2 separate regions of the Sus scrofa genome follow, and region 2 is linked to region 1. Evidence: chromatin contacts called from public Hi-C data. All regions are on one chromosome and are shown on one strand. Each heading gives the region's core, a stretch centred on a gene start, on an enhancer-like site or on the middle of the called end of the contact. The rest is flanking DNA. Distances are from core to core; before and after follow the strand shown.

Region 1 (5,730 bases), core at 1,975-4,474:
GCTATGTTTGTGGTGTAGGCCAGCAGCCACAGCTCCCATTCGACCCTTCACCTGAGAACTTCCCTGTGCTGCAAGTGCAGCCCCCACCCCCACCAGAAAAAAAAAAAAAAAAAAAAAAAAGGAAGGAAAAATAGAGTCTCTTTAGGGAGATAAGCTAAAGAGAGCTGAGGAAAATATTTCATGAGAATGGCCTTAGCCTGCTGCCTGGCTCATACTAGACACTTCATGTTAGTTTCCTCTTATCATCTTCTTGATTGAAACCAATTAAAGAACAGTAGCCAGGGTTAGTCAAAGTTCCTTTTTGTTACAACCGATGACAACTCATCCGATGCAGTTGTGTGTCTTCCTGGAGGTTACGGCTATGCAATCCCTAGGCTACCTGCCTCTCAGTCCTGTCATCGAAATTCATGCACGATGAGCGGGGGAGGCTCTTATGATAGTCACAAGGGGATGGATGTGTCTGCTGCAAAAGAAAGCAACTCTACAAAGGACACGTTCCTAAGTCACCGCTTGGAACTATGGATTTGGCACAAGGATATGAGGAAACACATAAACCAACCAGACGATGCTGGAGAGCTTGACAGATACTGGACTGGGTGGGGTAGAAGAGTAACCTGAAGAAAAAAGGGAAAAAAAAAAAAAAAAAAAGGCAAGGCACCTCTAGCCGAGGCAAAGAAGCTGAAATGACGTCAACTGGGCATTGTCCCTCCGAGTTATCTTGCTGCAGTTTCCGTTCTAACCTCTGGGCCCAACCTCCTTCTCAGGTTCCTGTGGGAACTTGGGAAATGAAGGGGAAGAGGCAACGGGACAAGGAGGAACTTCCGACTACAAATCAAAGCAAGGCACTGGGAGAGACCAGAGAAAGGGGAAGAGAGCGGAGGCGAGGGGCGGACGGCCTAAAGATAGGCCCGGGACAGTGGCGAGGGAGGGACCCTGCCCTTCCTGAGACAAATGGACACCTTCCTTTGGGTGGCCAGGGAAGAGTAAGCCAGCAGCCAGACCTGCGGGGACAGAAGAGTGGAAGATTCCAGAGTCACTGTTGCCCGCCTAGGAAAAGTGTCTCATACTGAATCCTCAACTACTTGGAAGGCAATGTTGAAAAGTTCAGACCTGGAAATTAGCAGGCAACTTTGGAATCATTATGAAATTATATGAATGTCTTCTTGGAAATGGAAGAATAACAAATAAAAAAAAATAATAATAAAGTGGAGTTCCCATCGTGGCGTAACGGAAACAAACCCAACTAGTATCCATGATGATGCAGGTTTGACCCCTGGCCTCGCTTAGTGGGCTAAGGAGCTGGCGTTGCCGTGAGCTGTGGTGTAGGCCGGTGGCTATAGCTCCAATTCAACCCCTAGCCTGAGAACTTACATATGCTGCAGGTGCAGCCCTAAAAAGCAAATAAAATAAAATAAAATAAAGTAAAATAAAATAAAATAAAATAAAGAATGCACTGTTACTAGATGCTAAACAAGTTAGAAAAACCAATGGTTTTTCATATAAAAAATAACCAATTAAAAAAAACTAGGAGTTCCCGTTGTGACTCAGTGGGTTAAGACCCTGACACAGTGTCCATGAGGATGCAGAGTCGACCCCTGGCCTTGCTCAGTGGGTTCAGGATCTGGCATTGCTGCAAGCTGCCATGTAGGTCGCAGATGCAGCTCAGATCCGGTTTCGCTATGGCTGTGGCCATCCGCTGCAGCTCTGATTTGACCTCTGGCCCCAGAATGTCCATATGCCACAAGTGCAGCTATACAAAGGAAAGAAAAAAAAAACTCTTCCTTCTGAGAGTGAGTATGGGGATGGTGTTGGTGGTTCCAACTCATCATGGTCTTTAGGACAATGGCAAGTTCAGGCAACAAGAACGGCCGCATTTGCAGTGCGGTCGCTACCAGTCACTCCTGGCAGTGGATGGACAGGGGTAGAGCGGTTAACAGAAAGAGTAAGATTTTTCATCAGAAAAAACCTCACTTAGCCTCAGTTTCCTATCTGAGACACATATCAAATAAGTAGAACAAGCACTATCTTACAGGCTGTAGCACAGACTGGTGACAACGTAGATCAAATAAAAAACAGGTGATTTTATTCCCTAACCACTTTCCTTAACTTGAACCTGGCATCTTTGAGATTTTCTCATTTCTCTCAATTTAAATATCTGCAGATCCTCAGACAATGATTGTTCAAAAAAATCTTCCAACTCTCCCCGCCCCCTCCATGTAGACTTTAGGTCACCAGTCCTGGAGATCTCCAGGCAGAGGAAGGGTGGGTTTCCCAACCGGACGAGGCACACATCTCCCCTCCCACTGACTCAGATGCTTACGGCTGGAGCTTAATACAAGAAAAAAATAAATATAGGAGAGGAACTTGAGGAGGGAGGAAGAGGCTTGTCATCAGAATAGCTTCAGGAAGGGAGTGCTTATGAATGAGAAAGGAGCAGGGGGCTATCGTGGGGCACGAATCCCTTTGGGAAGCAGGCAGACAGGGAATTTCAGGGGGCAGGTGGAAGCTTGCTCCCCCCAATCCATCCTTAACTAACACATTTATCGAGAGATGTTTCAAGATCTCAGGATCGATATGTGGTGTCTGCAGCGGGGCTCCAGGTTAAAGTGAATTTGAGAGGGTATCTGAGACAGCCCCGATTCCAGTGCCAGCCCCACCACTGACTAACTTCTCTAAGCCTCAGTCTTCTTATCTGTGAAACAGACACGACAGTACCTCTCCTTCAAGGGGTGGCCAGGATCAAACAAATCCAAAATAGGGCACAAATGAACCTGCCTACAGAACAGACACAGGCTCACAGACAGAAAGAACAGACGTGTGGCTGCCAAGGGGGGAGTGGGCAGGATGGACTAGGAGTTTGGAGTTAGTAGCTGCAAACTATGACATTTAGGATGGATAAGCAATGAGATCTTACTGTACAGCCTAGGGAACTCCATCCAGTCTCCTGGGAGAGAACATGATGGAGGATAATGAGAAAGAGAGTGTGTATATATATGTATGACTGAGTCACTAAGCTGTACAGCAGAAATAGGCACAACACTGTAAATCAACTATAATTTAAAACAAACAAACAAAAAAAAACCCCCAAAAAAACCAACCAAACAAACGAAAGAGACATCACAGCACCCCGCCTGGCATTAGACAGGCACTCAAGGCACTCTTCAAAAATCTGTGTCACCCTTTCACCTCGAAAGGTGATTTACTCCATGACGCTGGTTGATTTCACCACCACAAGTAAATTACTAAAGACATGGCACAATGACCTTTCACCCAGTGACTACTTCTGATCTGAGGAGTCAGCAGAGGGCAACCGGCTTTGAGGTTGATCAAAGGGTGTGATAACAACATTCTCCACCTCACTCCGGTCTTGACCACCGAAAGGAGGGGATTTTGCCAGTTTGTAGCCCAGCTCACATGAGCTGCTCTCTCCAGGCCAGAGGCCAGGGCATCACCAGGATGGGTCAGGAGCTCCTGGAATGCCCTGCTCCCCTGGGGATGCTCTGGGGGTCAGGAGAGTCAAACCTCCCGCCCCCAAGGGTGCAATGTGCTGTCCTAGAACAAACAGGAAGGAATCTTTCCCAGAATCAAAACTCCTGCAGGGGCTTCACCAAAGCCCCAGGTACTCTGAAAAGCATGGTTAAAAAAGGGTGAGCAGGAGTTCCTGTCATGACTCAGTGGTTAACGAACCTGACTAGTAACCATGAGGTTTCAGGTTCGATCCCTGGTATTGCTCAGTGGGTTAAGGATCTAGTGTTGCCGTGAGCTGTGGGTGGCTTGGATCCAGCATTGCTGTGGCTGTGGTGTAGGCCGGTAGCTACAGCTCCGATTTGACCCCTAGCTTGGGAGCCTCCATATGCTGCCAGTTCAACCCTAAAAAGACAAAACACACACACACACACACACACACACACACACAGAAAGGGGTGAGCAGAGCTGGACAAAATCAGAAAGCCTCAATCACGCTGACCTCTCATGGGGGTCAGCAGCCCTGAGCTCCTGTCCTCTTTGGGTCTTACCTCCCCATCAGTATGAAGGCCTCTGGGCCCAGAGAATCCACTTCCTAAGCATCAGTGTGATGCTGCTGTAGAAAGTGTCTAACTTGCCATCAGAGAAACTGGGTTGGAATCTTCTCTCTGTTACACACTAGCTGTCTGAACCTGGCCAAGGCATTCTGCTTCTCTGAGTTTCTGCTTTCTCCTCTATGACATAAGCAGATTCGTTCACTTTAAAAAAAAAAAAAAAAAAAAAGTGGGAGTTCCTGCTGTGACTCAACAGAAACAAATCTGACTAGCATCCATGGGGTCGCAGGTTCGATCCCTGGCCTCACTCAGTAGGTTGAGGATGCAGCGCTGCCGTGAGCTGTGGTGTAGGTCGCAGACACGGCTCAGATCCCACGTTGCTGTGGCTGTGGCTGTGGCATAGGCTGGCAGCTACAGCTCCAATTAGACCCCAAGTCTGGGAGCCTCTATATGTTGTAGATGCAGCCCTAAAAAGACAAAACAAAAAAACTGCTGTGAGCATCCATTCTGTTCAAAACTGAATGAAAGACACAGGCATGGAGAATATAAGCTCCTTCACCAGAAAAGAATAATCTTTCAGTCCCTTTCTGGGACTAAGTTTTTCTTCCAATTGCTAAATAGAACTGCTGGGTGGCAGACATGGAGATTGCACCAGAAGGGTGTGTGTCTGTTCCCCGCCCCCGGGGGTGAAAGTCCCTGGCACCCAGAATTCACTCCAGTGAGCAGTCCCTTCTCCTTCCTGGTCCGAGCTTCAAAACTGGGGTCCTATGGGATTCCAACAAAACCTCCTTAGAAAGGTCTGAGTTCCAGCTGGCTCCTCCTCCTCGTCCTCCTCCCCCTCCCCCTTGGGGCTGAACCAGCAGGTCAGACGGGGGTGAGCCTCCCTGGTTCTAGCTAAGTCATTTGGGCTTCATTACACGATTTGCATACTGGTGAAACAGGTCTGTACTGTCCTCTGGCTTCATTTCCATTGCTCTTGGGAGCTCTGGGCTAAGACTGAGAAGGAGGCTTTTGTCCTTCCTCTGTCCCCGCCCGCTCTCCTCCTGGAAGTCTACCCAGATCGCTGATACCCACCAGGAGAAACTTTCTCCCTTCTCCCATCTCCTCCATGGTTCACACTTGGCTCTGGTTCACATGCCTGGTGACTGACTCGACACTGGGAAGTTATTCCACTACTTTAGGGACCAAGAGGAGTCTGGAGTTGATTTTTCTCCTTTAAAAGGAATCGGGTCTTGTTTTCTGTCACTATCAGGGGAGAAAAAGAATGGCTGGTTTGCTGAGCATTAAGACACCGAGCAAGGTGCCTGAAAATACATCATCGGCAATTGTCACAACCATCCTGCTTATTTTACAGATGGAGAGATCAAGGACAAAAGAGGCCATGCTCCCTGCTCAAGGTAACAACGGGCCATGATCTACATTGAGTAAAATTTGCCTTTTATTTATTTTTTCTTGTTATGGCTGCACCAGCTGCACATGGAAGTTCCCGGGCTAGGGGTCAAATCCGAGCTGCAGCTGCTGATCTATGCCACAGCCACATCAGCGCCAGATCCGAGCCACATCTATGACATATGCTGCAGCTTGAGGCAATGCTGGCTCTCTAACCCACTAAGCAAGGCCAGGGATCAAACCTGCACCCTCGTGGACACTATGTTGGGTTCTTAACCCACTGAGGCACAACAGGAACTCCCAGATTTGCCTTTTTAAAGTC
Region 2 (5,730 bases), core at 2,320-4,819, 100 kb before region 1:
AGGTTCTGGTTTAATTTGATTGTCAGTTAATGCTTCTGGGATTCTACCACCTATACCTACATACTTTCTGAAATTCTTGAATGTTTCTGAAATCTGGGAGTCTCCCGGCTTCCAGACTTGTTCCACTCAAATATACCCTCGAAAGCAGCCAGAGACTTTGCCATCTGCCGTCCAGGAGGCCGTCAGCAGTTCCCCACCCCCACCACTGAAGCGCAGCGTGACCTGAGTCAGGACACAGGGCCCTGTAGGAACAGGCCTGCCTGCTTCCGTGATTAGCTATCTGTCTGCATCACAAAGGTCTTTTGAGGGCGATCCCATGTCTTCCTCATGCTTTATCTCCATCACCAAGCGGCGCACACAACACCTCGTACTAGATTGTCTCCATGGACTGATTGATTAATATCATGGACAAACTGCTCCTAATTGGCATCTAATCCTGTTTCTATAACTTCACATCTTCCTATGAAGGAAAAAATTAAGGGACTTCTCTGTGTTTTCTGGTGCTGAACCTCAGTGGCCTTGGACTTGCCAAAGCACCCATGGGCCGGAGGGATTGTGTGGCCTGCCCCCCCACCCCAGTCACTGTCTGCAAGACTGAGGTCCTTGAACACAAAGCCTGCCCTGGTCGGAAAAGTGGAAACAACTAGTAACCAATAGAGCTTGCAGCCAAGGAGATATTTTTCTTGTCTGAACCCACACACCCAGACAGCCCCGAGGGATCCTGAGGGCAAGTGAGCGTCCGCATCCACAGGAACTTGACGCCCCACGGAGGCCACCCTAGCACCAATCCCACCCTGACTTACTCCCCAAAGCCCAGCAGTCTGATGCCCACTTCCTCTCCCACGTTCTACAACCCTGAGGTCTCCCGGAGCCCGGTTTAGCTCCTGTTCCCACTTGACTTCATCCCAGCATGCCTCATGGAAAGGTTTTCTACTTCTAAGTTTTCTCCTAAGAACAAGGGGACCCTGTGCCGTCCAGAAAACCCAGGATCCTCTTTTTTTTTTTTTTTTTTTTTTTTTTTTTGCTTCTTAAGGCCGCACCCACAGCATATGGAGTTTCCCAGGCTAGTGGTCTAATTATCTGAGCCATAGCCAATGGCCTACACCACAGCCACAGCAGCTTGGGATCTGAGCCACATCTGTGACCTACGCCACAGCTTTGTGGCAACACCAGATGCTTAACCTGCTGAGCAAGGCCAGGGATCGAACCGGCATCCTCATGGATACTAGCAGGTTTTTAACCCATTGAGCCACAACAGGAGCTCCAGGGACCCTTGTGTGCACTCAGAGGTTTCAGTCCAAGACTTCTCTTGGAGTTCCCATCGTGGCACAGCGGAAACAAATCCAACTAGGAACCACGAGGTTGTGGGTTCGATCCTTGGCCTCACCTAGTGGGTTAAGGATCTGGCGTTTCCATGAGCTGTGGTGTAGGTCACAGACGCAGCTCGGATCTGGCATTGCTGTGGCTCTGGTTTAGGCCAGAAGCAACAGTTCCCATTAGACCCCTAGCCTGGGAACCTCCATATGCCACGGGTGCCACCCTAAGAACACACACACACAAAAAGACTTCTCTTAATGGATTTCGGCAGTTAGAAGCCCTGGTGGCACGGCTTTCCACTGTATACCCTCCTTAAATTTCCAAGGCTCAAAACAGTCCAGAAATGGAGGCATGAAGCAAAGGTCAGAACCACCCCCAGGACAAGCAGTCACTTGTCTTCTTAACCCAATGACATTTCTGCTAACTTGGGACCCTTTGTAAAAGAAAACTTCTCTGGAAGACAGCTGAAGTGAGGGTGTTAGGGAGAGACAGTGTATATCATAGAAAGAGCAAGAACTATGAAAAAGATCCAGGTTTAAGTCCTTGCAACTGGCTATAGGATTTCCGACACGTGGTTGAAATTTTCTGAGCCTCTTTTGCCTAGAGTCAATGCAATCAGGAAAAACATGAATCTGCCACATATACAGCTAGTAGAGAACTAGGAAAGGAATGCTTTTCCAAGAGCTGGGTTCTTCATCCATAAAAATCAGAACCAAAACACCCCCCCCCTTTAATCTTCTCAGCAACCTCCTAAAGCTCAGAGAGGTCCAACAGCTTACCAAGGTCACACAGCTCATGTTCAGAACCCAGATGGAACCCAGTTCTGATTCCCAAATCACATATCCCAATTCTCAGACTTCCCAAAGTGAAATGAGACACATATGTGGTCTTTGCTTTGAGTGAACTCAAGTTTTGAGAGGAGTTATGTTAACATCCAAAAGAATGGGTCTCACCCCATATATATTCAATAAAGACTTCATAGAGGAGGTGAGACATTGGGGCCAGGCTTTGAAGAATAGGGTTGGTATGCCCCCTTTTCCCTTGATTACTAGAAACCCTGACCCAAGGCTGTGGCTCCCCAGGTGCATGTATAAAGGACCTGGCAACATCTGTGATACGTGCGCTTACCTGCCACTGATCCCTTCTCCTTTCCTACCTGGATCTTTTCTTTGCTGCACTGTTTCACTTGAGATGTACTTTATCTTGTTATCTTGAGTGTATCTCTGTAAGTGAGCTGCCTTTGTGTGCTCTATAGCAAGGTAGAGGATGGGTAAATAAATAATTGACAGCACACAGCCAGGTCCCTACTTGGCTTAAGTGCTGAACCTCAGTGTAGTAGGGCAAGTGTAGACAGGCCAAGTTGAGGCACTGCTTGGCTAATGAGCCTCACTTTTATGAGGTCTCTGCCTTTAAAGCCCTCTCATTCCCACAGTGGGACCACTTCTCCTCTCCCACACTGAGGTAGGTGATTTAGTCATCGAGGAAGCCTGGTGTGGTCAGCTGGGGCTTGGGGGAGCAAGTAGGCCAGCCTGCTGAGCCCACTTGGAGGGCAGCCCCCAATTCCAGGGAAGGTGCTCCTGGCAGGTCACAGCTCAGCAGGTGCCCTATCTGACCCTGTGCCTGCCCTCTGCTGAAGTTTCCTGCACAATCCCCAGGGTGCTCCAGCACCAGGTCATTGCTCTTATCAGACCTCATCCTAGAGCCCAAAGGCCTAGGGTCAACCCCAAGGCCTTCAGCTGGGCAGGAGATGAGCACAGTGGCCCAATCAGTGGGTCAGAACGGAAATATGCACCGTCACCTAAAGGACGTACATGGGCTCCCAGGCAGGAGAGGCCGAAAACCCCCATGACTTCCAAAGGAAGCTGAGTCATACTGGGAGACACAGGGGAGCCAGCCAACCTTATTAATTGAAAAAAAAAAAAAAAAAAAGAGCGAGAGAGAAGGTCAAAAGTCAAACCAAGGGACGCTACCTATGGAGAAGATTGAGCCAAACAATTTGTAGTATCTACAGCCCCATGGGCAGCACTGGCCCTGCTATATGATAAATAATTGAGGTCTTATCCGGATGTCATTAGACAGTTCATGTATCTATTTTTCCTCATTCATATTTCAGGTTTATCACACAACTTTGCATGCAGGAGTGGGTTTTCCCACTAGGTCTGCTTTCAGCAAAAGCAGGAGCTTGTTATTGCCAAAAGGAGCATTCCACCCCTGCAAACGTGATGTAGCAAGTTACATAATAAATTCCTTCAATCTCATGAGCAGAGTCTCCCCTGAGTCACAGATGTGCTGCGGGAGACCTCACACAATAGATGCCCAAGCCTAAAAGCCCACAGGATCATGGAGAATTCACCAAAGGGGTGGATGACAAATGGGTGGGACCCTTTGGCAGCCAGGCCATTTGGGCTCATTGGGTAGGTCATACCAATGACCACTCTTTCCTAGCTTGAAACTCTGCTTCTCCCTGCTGATCCTAAAGGTGCCAGCCCCAGGAGGGCATGTCTGTACTCCCTACTGTCTGTCTGCCCATAGACCTCCTTTGTCTGGGTGGACTTTTGTGACCTGCTCTGTTATCTGGACTGCCCACCACACTCCCTGGGGAGCAAGCACCCCTGGGCAAGACTCACCCTTCCCCAGCTGGGCCAGACACTAACCACCAGCCAACACCCTGTGGGTGAGAATAATTACCCAGGTCCTCTCCAACCAACCCATCCCACTGCCTAACCAAACTCAGACCCATACGTCCCCCTCCCACTCAGCTCTCTGGTCACTGTGACCCCGCCCCACTCAGACTGTATTCTTGGGTAACTAACTTATTAAAACTTTATAATACAGAGCATCACTTGAACTAAATCAAGAAGCAAGAAGGGGGAATTGAAAGAATATGGTATTTTGTGTTGGGTAAAGATCTTTTTATTCACTCCTTGAGGGAACAGGGAAACGGGAAGGTTCACTCACTGCTGGTGGGAATTTGAATTTTTACGGCTTTCCTGGAGGATAATTTGGCAAGGGAGTACACTGAAATATCTTGAAAACCCAAATGCACTTCTTTTTTCTGTTTTAGTTGCACCCATGGCAGATGGAAGTTCCTGGGCTAGGGATCAAATCCCAGCTGCAGCTGCAACCTACACCCCAGCTGTAGCAACACCAGATCCTTAATCCATTGCATTGGGCTGGGGATCAAACCCATGTCACCTCAGAGATACGGCCAGGTCATTAACCCACTGTACCACAGCAGGAACTCCCCAAATGCACTCTAAATCATCAATTCCATTTCTAGGAATTGATCCTAAGTAAGTAAAGATATACACAAAGTTTAAGCTGCAAGAATATTTATCATGGGATTTTTTAACACATTTTTTAAGCAGTAAAAAACTAGATATAAGCTAAACATTTAACAACAAATGATTGATTAAATAAATGACACATTCATATAATGAAATACTATGTGGTCTTTTTAAATGATACAGAAACACAGCTATAGACTGATATTCATCATATATTGTTAAATAGAAAAGCAGTTTACAAATATATACATGGGGGAAAAGTCTGAAATGACATAGCAATGTGATAAAAACTGTTATTTGAATGGTAAAAATTTATGGGTAATTTTTATCTTTCACCTATCAGTACTTTCTCACTTTTGGACAATGACTATGCATGACTTAAGTAATAAAAAATACAATACAATTTGTTTTTAAAGGCTATGGACAGGGTCTTCATACAGACTTGGGTTCAGATTCCAGCTAGCCCGCTAATTAGCAGTGCGACGGTGGAGACATGACTTACATTCCTTGAGCCTCAGTTTCCTTGTATCCAAAAGGGTGAGACCAGCACCCTCCTCGGGAGGCAGTTGTGAGCAATACACTAGGAAGCATAACTACAGCGCCTGGCATGGAGTACACACTGAATGACATTTTTCCCTTCCTTCCAGGATATCCAAAAATACCTCAGAATAACAATTCACAAAGACAAGATGGTCCGACACGTACCTCATCACGTAAAATGTAGGTTTGAAAAATTAGGAGAGACTCAGATTTAATGCTCCAGGCTTCATCCTTCGAGCCCCGATCTCACCAACCCCACGCGGCGGCAACCCAGGAAAGACCCACAGTTAGCCAGTCTATTGCGATCCAGGTGGAATCAGGCAGCTGTGTTACCCAGCCCCATCAGCAGGTGGGGCCGGTCTCCTCCCTGTATCTTCACACTATTCCCACTGGCCAGCTGGTGGAAGGCTCTCCCACCAGAACTGGCTGCTAACACCCGGGACCCTCCTCTCTCATCCCTACCTGCTTCCCACCTCAAGCCAGAGGCTGTTCACGTCTCACTCCTCCCTCTTTGGGCTGAGCCTTCTGGTTCATGAATTTGGTTGTCTATCAGCTGGGATCTGCCCTGCCTTCTCCCATCTTTTCA

Evidence for each region. A called contact is a pair of places that touch in the nucleus more often than the background predicts.
Region 2: a contact with region 1 is called in a Hi-C map of liver, with 2.6 times the contacts expected there. The contact joins two enhancer-like sites. A contact is called at or near these places in 4 of 47 Hi-C or Micro-C datasets (liver and mesenteric adipose tissue) and 2 of 2 datasets of contacts at active chromatin or transcription factors (alveolar macrophages and skeletal muscle).

The regions. Positions count from the first base shown.
Region 1 is chr6:155,871,890-155,877,619 of Sscrofa11.1, reverse strand. All of the region lies in intron 4 of PLPP3 (phospholipid phosphatase 3), which reads right to left. Among named protein-coding and RNA genes, the nearest start is that of PLPP3, 74 kb to the right of the region's middle. Within about 2 kb of position 3,224, at least 6 of the 83 cell types and tissues checked have an H3K27ac peak or open chromatin away from gene starts, as enhancers often do. A contact at or near this core is called in liver, where this site is marked.
Region 2 is chr6:155,973,845-155,979,574 of Sscrofa11.1, reverse strand. No RefSeq gene overlaps it. Among named protein-coding and RNA genes, the nearest start is that of PLPP3, 180 kb to the right of the region's middle. Within about 2 kb of position 3,569, at least 9 of the 83 cell types and tissues checked have an H3K27ac peak or open chromatin away from gene starts, as enhancers often do. A contact at or near this core is called in liver, where this site is marked.